Regions from separate parts of the Capsicum annuum genome. Here region 2 is linked to region 1. A link is a contact called in public Hi-C data. All regions are on one chromosome and are shown on one strand. Each heading gives the region's core, a stretch centred on a gene start, on an enhancer-like site or on the middle of the called end of the contact. The rest is flanking DNA. Distances are from core to core; before and after follow the strand shown.

The links. Hi-C and Micro-C count contacts between places; a contact is called where the count stands out from the background.
Region 2: a contact with region 1 is called in a Hi-C map of leaf, with 2.5 times the contacts expected there. The contact joins the enhancer-like site here to the promoter of LOC107865063 in region 1. A contact is called at or near these places in 2 of 5 Hi-C or Micro-C datasets (leaf and placenta).

The regions. Positions count from the first base shown.
Region 1 is chr3:223,164,284-223,167,757 of UCD10Xv1.1, reverse strand. It overlaps LOC107865063, which reads left to right and starts at 2,027. Exons shown (of 2, transcript XM_016711421.2): 1 at 2,027-2,060; 2 at 2,305-2,819. The coding sequence starts at 2,027. The coding sequence ends at 2,819. LOC124897076 (a long non-coding RNA gene) reads left to right here. Exons shown (of 4, transcript XR_007053654.1): 4 at 1,444-1,739.
Region 2 is chr3:223,319,399-223,322,866 of UCD10Xv1.1, reverse strand. No RefSeq gene overlaps it. Among protein-coding and RNA genes, the nearest start is that of LOC107865062, 57 kb to the right of the region's middle. Within about 2 kb of position 2,191, at least 1 of the 5 cell types and tissues checked has an H3K27ac peak or open chromatin away from gene starts, as enhancers often do. A contact at or near this core is called in leaf, where this site is marked.

The sequences.
Region 1 (3,474 bases), core at 778-3,277:
ACCAAAACAGAAATAATATGTGAAGAACAAGATGAACACAAAGGCACAAGATTTGAAGTTAACAATAACAACAAGAACACAAGGTTACAACACAAACACCAAACACAATTACAAGAAAAGTAAAAGGATAGATAGATAGACCACATGAAGGTATAATTTTAAGAACCCAAGAATGGACAATCTTGGACCCTTAACACTACACACAACAATAAACCTATCTCTTACAAAGACACAAGATCGGAATCCACCTCTCAAGTATCAATGTTTCCAAGCAAATGTAAACAACAAAAGAGAATTCACTCTTTTGATGTACCTAGTTACAATTTTGGGTTTGGGTGCCTCAAAGGAGAGAGGACTTGATGTTCCTTGTGTCTTACAAGACTTACAACATACAAAATCTGCCAATGAAACCCTAAAAATATTTCTTATATATTACAATAGAATTAGAAGTTAAAATGACCAAAAGGGCCCTTCAAGAATGGGCCTCTCGTCTAGTGTATGTAGCAGGCTGTTTTGGTGTGTATTTGGGCCCTTAATTACACTTCTCTTGCACACACACTTGGAAAACTTCAATACACACCCACATGAGTCCATCTACGTGATCGCACTCGTATCACTATCTCATAAGTCTCAATGGAAGAAAAGCATACAAACTAGAATCAATCTTATTACAGAACTAAAAAACTTCTAACAAAGCTTTGGCTTAACAGGGAATAAGATTGATCTATCTGTAAAAGCTTTTATTTGTATGCTTTGTAGTATCTTGCTTAGGGTTTCCTTGTAGACTTTATGTCCTACAAGGAAAGGTTCATTTATACACTCTTGCAGTGTTTAGTTTCCATTGTTGATGCTCTTTTTCTTTTATGAAGAATCTCTTTTCTTTTGTAGGCATTTGTATTACACTACTTCATATCTATGAATCCATCTGTAACAAAACACAGAATTTGGTTCATTAATGAAACTTAGTTCTTTGTTAGTAGTTTCATACAGAGACATCACCAAGTTAACTATTTAGTAAGAAGAGATGGATGTAGTCCTAGTTTAATTTGATTTTCTAGTAGTATTACAATTAGGATATGCTTATTTTCCTTCATGCACAGGAAAATCACATTGGTGAAAGGGACTACGACTGTTTTCCAATTGAAAACAGGAAATGACACAGCTGGTTGCTATTGCAATTCTCTGTTTCTGTCCACCTAGAGTAGGACATTTTGAACTTTCCAATCACTAACTTTGTTATGCTCTAACATATCAAAATTAGTACCCCTGGCATTGGTCGTCTAATTTGCTTATTTTCCTTTGTGCTTCACCTTTCTTTGAGGTGCATATTAGTCCAATGCTTATGTATCAAAATCTCGGAATGACATTAAGAAAATATTTATACTTGAGTTATAAGGACTGAAAGTTTATCGACCGATTTTTATACTTTGTGTTTTTATGTAGCCAAGTGATGCGGCTAGTGGACCCATTTCGCCCATGGATGCAAGGAGATCACGCGATGATAATGATCTTAACGATATTCTTTGAATTCTTGCATTTGTCTTGGGTATTCAATTATGACGATGTAATTGTGTAATTAGAGTGAATCTTAGAATATTGAAGGTTTTGTGTTTACATTTGATTTTGGAGTTTGAACTTTGAAGATACTAGTTAGTATTGAAAATTCGGAGTTTGAAGATGTTAATGCTGAAAATTTAATTTTGAAGTTTAATGTTCAATGTATTTTTGATATTTGTCAATTACAATGTTTAATTACTCTGTTGTATTAATGATATATGAGTTGAACAAATATTGGATCGTATGTTATGCCTAAAGGATCAATTAAATTTGAGCTAAAATTAGAATCTATAATTAGTTATTAAAAATGGATGAGCCCTATTAAATTAAAAAAATAATAATAAAAAAATTGCGGAGGTTTAAACCCCCGCAATTTCAAAAGAATCAAATTAAGATTAACGGGGGTTATAACCGCCGCAAATAATTACAGGGGTTAAAACCGCCGCAATATAACCGCCGCAAAGTAATTATGGGGGTCGGAAAAAAACCGCCGCAAATTATTTGTAACGGCTCGAATTGTGGGGGTTTTGGAAACTGCCGAAATAGCATTTTGCGGGGATTCAAACTGTAAATTTAACCCCCGCAATTTGAACTATTTTTTGTAGTGTATCTCTCAGGCAATGGAATACCACCTCATCATCTCCAATCACCCCCAATACTCCTATACTACTATCTAAGTCACCTGGAAACCCCCTAAAAGAGATATGTATAAACTTAACACTGATGCTTCAGTGTGACTTTTAACAGGGCAAGGGGGACTAAGGGGTACCATCAGAGACCATAATGGGGACTGGATTGTGGGTTTCATGGAACACAAATCCAACACCACCACCCTAGCTGCAGAGCTACCCGCTCTCAAAAGGGGCCTCAACATAGCAATCAACCATAATGTAACCCCTCTTCAAGTAGAATTAAATTCTTTGGAGGCTATTCGGGTTTTAACTGAAGAGAACTTGCTACTTGATAATCTTACTACTGATTGCAGGTCAATGCTAGAGAGGGTCCTAGCAACCCATCCGGAGCATATCTTCAGGGAAGGGAACAAAGCGGCTGACCTATTAGCCAAAGCAGCTAGGAATGAAGCAGTGCAAGAGAGCCTTAAAATCCTACTAGTTCCTCCTGTGTTTGTATTAGACACCATAGATGTAGACAAATCAGGAACTATGTACTCTAGGAAATTGCGTGTTTGTAATCTACTTTCTAATAGCCAAGCCTTGGCTCAACAATCTTTTGATGCCCCACCGGGCAGCTTTGTAACTTAACAACGCTACTTTTATTCTAATATATGCCCCTTTGCACCAAAAAAAAAAAAAATTATTATGATACCCACCATGCTGATTGCCCTCGACAGTTTTCAGTTTTCGGCTGAGTTTAACTACAGTGCATCGGACAAGTCACCTTCATAATAGTTAAATTACTTGAAATAATATGGAAGACATAATTAAGAGAAGTTAAAGGTGAATATCTCTTTGCCCCCTCTTCCGTCATAAAAATATGCTCTCTCAAGCAATTAAATTTTTTGTATAAGATGAGCAAACAATTAAATAGGATATAAACGCAGACAGAATTGGAATCTCAGTGTCGTCCATTAATCTCCCTAGGGGTGGTTCTTTCAATCCAACGCGTGAATGGGAGTACTTAAAACTTAATAACTTAAGTCTAATCTAAAAGCATGCTCTCAATAAACAATTGAAACTTTCAAATAAGATAACCTCACAATTTAACAATTTATAACTAGTACATGTATTACCTTAGAAGATATAGTAACACGAGTGTGAGTGTGGCCTAGGGTTCAATAAAGTTGGATTGAGCACCATGAGGCCTCAAAGTTCAATTCGCAACAGAGACAAACACTGATAATTTCTTTCTATCTGTTATAGCTTTGGTGGACAGAGTTACCACGTGCTTAGTACAATA
Region 2 (3,468 bases), core at 942-3,441, 150 kb before region 1:
AAAATGATGTCTGTTTTCAATTTGGTACGATGCGGCTAGATATTTGTTTCCACGAAAATTTTTACAATGGGAGTCACAGCCAAAGTTGTGTGACCCTCCCTTAGTTTTTCACACACAAATAATAAGCTCTACTCTTTTGATTTTACAATGAAAGCAATGAATATAAGTGAGAAAATATATTTATATAATTCATGTGGGTCTTAGTTGGTAAATAAATTGTGTTAAAGTAAATATAAAATATAAAAAAAAAGAATTATATGGCTCTTGTCAGATATAACGATGTGTACGGTAAAAATATGACACGTAAAATTTTGATCGTTATTTGATATAAAAATTACATCAAATTTATGTATTGGTCCTATTTTTACAACAACAACATACCCAGTGTATTCCCACATAGCAGGGTATGGGGAGGATAGAGTGTACGTAGACCATACCACTACCTTAGATGAAGTAGAGAGGTTGTTTCCGATAGATCCCTGGCTTAGGACCGATAACAGTAGAACATATTATATTGGTCCTATTTTTATGAATAGATATTCCATTTGTTTAAATTTATGGTTTCTTTTTGGAATTTAGAAATAAAGATATATTTTAAAATTTAGTACAATAAGGGATCATTTGGTAGAAGGATAAGAAAAATAATTTTATTATTATTCCATATTTGGTATAAGGTATTATTTAATTTCGGGACTATGTTATCCTACCATTTGTGCTAAAATGGTGGAATTACTATCCCATGGAGGCAGGGGGATAAAATAGTCTCATGAGATAGTCTTACTTATCTCATCCAGTGTACCAAACAACCCCTAACATTTCTCATAATATCTCACAAATGGAATTTGGGGAAGGTAGAACGTATGCAAACTTTACTAGAGAGAGTGCTTCATCCTTTTTATCTTAGTAATAATTTAATTATAAAATACTATATATTTTACTCTCAGAGAAATATAGTCACACAAATTTTTTTTAGCTTATAAAATACTATATTTTATCCCAATTTAAAAGTCTTTCTTTATTTTCTTAAATATGTACCGTTCAAAACTTTCACATAAATTAAAATATATAAAATAATATTTCAATGTTTTAGATTTGTAGAAAAATAAGTATTTCACATCTTACTGAAAAAAGTGAAAATTCTATTGGAAACAGATTCGAAACTATTTTTCAAACTTGAAATATAATTTTAAGTTAGATTTGAAATTTTCATGGTCAAACATTAATTTTTAAATAAAATAAAATAAAAAATATTCTAAAAAAAATCACATTTTAATATTTTATGGTAAAAAAAATCCTTATAAAGGCTGATAGATGGAGTTTCATTGCTTTTAATTATAAAATTGAATAAATAAGACCCATTATCCATGTGTCAAAAATTTAATGGAGGATCACACAACTTTTTTTGGTTGTGCGACTCACATAGTAAAAATTTTCGTTAACAAATGTACACCCAATTCTAGATTTCTCTCCTGAATACTTTTGGACGAAAAAAAATGGATATCCCCTGGTATTCTCTCCTAATTCCTCTATCTTTGTTCATTTTCTTCTTTCATCAATAGTTTTTTGCTACTTCAAATCAGGGGCGGATCCAGAGAGTTAGAGTTAGGTGGGAGTTTTCGAAAATTCAGTAACTTTCATGTGGATCCTGCATTTATATTGAGAAGTCTAATAAATATATAACAAATATAAGTTGGTAATCTATAAATAAAACGTGATGTTGGTCTAGTGGAGCAAAGAGCTTTGTAAAAGTTTTGTTGACCTCTTGATTGTGGGTTCATATCCCCTTAGATACTATTCGTTTTTATTTTGGTCTAATATGAAGAACCTATAAACTTTAAATCCCGAATACGCTCTGCTTCAAACATCCAAAAAAAGTCACCACCATCTCCAAGAAAGCTCCCAATTATATATCTTTTCGTGCTGTGAGAGAAGAAGAAACATCAAACATAATTGAAAAACTTAGGCAAAGGTGTGATTCATCAATTTACACAGGTTCTGTTCTCATTTGAAAATGGCTATTGGAATAACCATCGATTTGAGTTTATCAATCCCTGATGAGTGTTCACAATACTTCATCTTCATACCAAATCTGTATCTTCTTTGTTGAATCCGCCCAATCTCAACCATGGGTAACTTAAGAAGGAACATCCTCGGGGTTGTGCATGGCCAATTCAGCAGGGTCCTCAAGAGTATGTGCTATAATTTTTAGCTGAGAGATGACCACACCTCTTCAACTCCTGAGAAAGATGAGCTTTCCATGCTCGATCTCGATGGGTAGAATCTCTAATGAAATTAATACAACCATCTGAAATCTAGATTGGGGAAGGAAATATCACAGATTTTTAATAACTAATTTCTTTTGAGCTTTTGCAGGTTACGCAGGAGAAATAAAGAGACAAGCTTAGAACCTACTTTCGAAGCTAATGCCCTAGTTTGGTATTCGACAAATACCTTAAAGCTCTCACAAGTGCAAATACGCAAACCACTATGAAATTTCATCAGACATAAATTAAAGAAAAATAGTAATGTACACCAACTTATTTCTGCTGCAGTAATCTGCATTAAGAAGTTATCCATTATATTCATGAAATAAACTTTAATATATCAATCATCTTTTAATTAGAGCAATGCCATTTTGTCTAAGTTTAGTATTCTTCTGCCTTCCTTAGGAATGACTTGAAAATGGTTAAACTGGTAATCACATGCAAAAACAAAAACTGGGTTAGCAAAATAATCAAGAGTATTTCCTTCCCAAAAGAAATATTGTACTCTTATTGATTAAAAAAACTCTTCAAACTATTTATGGAATTAACCTCTAACATCACACTCCAAGGAATGCCTAATCCTCCTTCTAAAATCTATACCATGGCCATTGAATTTGTTTCGATAATAACATGAGTTATCAACTGCTCCTTACAAAACACCAAACCTTCTCTAATAGCCCTAGTTTTAGCTGCTAGATTAGTGGTATCTTGTAAACACCAAGCCTTCTCTAATAGCCCTAGCTTCAGCTACTAGATTAGTGGTATCTTGTAAACTAAAACCTTTAGCAATTAATAGATTTCCTTCATGGTCTCTTATGCAAAAAGTTGCAGAGCTAGGCTCTGGGTTACCCCAGGAAGCTCCATTAGTGTTGTATTTCCACTTATTAATAGGAAGAGGGTTTCACCTCACAATTCTAATGTTGTAGGTATCTCTGTGCCTGAATAAATCATTAATAATATAGGGCCACATAATTTTTTGAATGATCATCTTGAATCAAAATTTAATTAACTTCAAAATAGTTTCACTGATCTCCCAAATAACCTTTCCTCCTGAATATAAACCACCATGTAGAATAGTGTTCATTTTTCTCCACAAATACCAAAAAATCACAATATAAACAACTTGAGAACCCACTTGAATTCTATGATTGCCCTGTGAATACCTCTACCTTCTGAAAGTCTATTTCAAATTTAAAAAAGGACC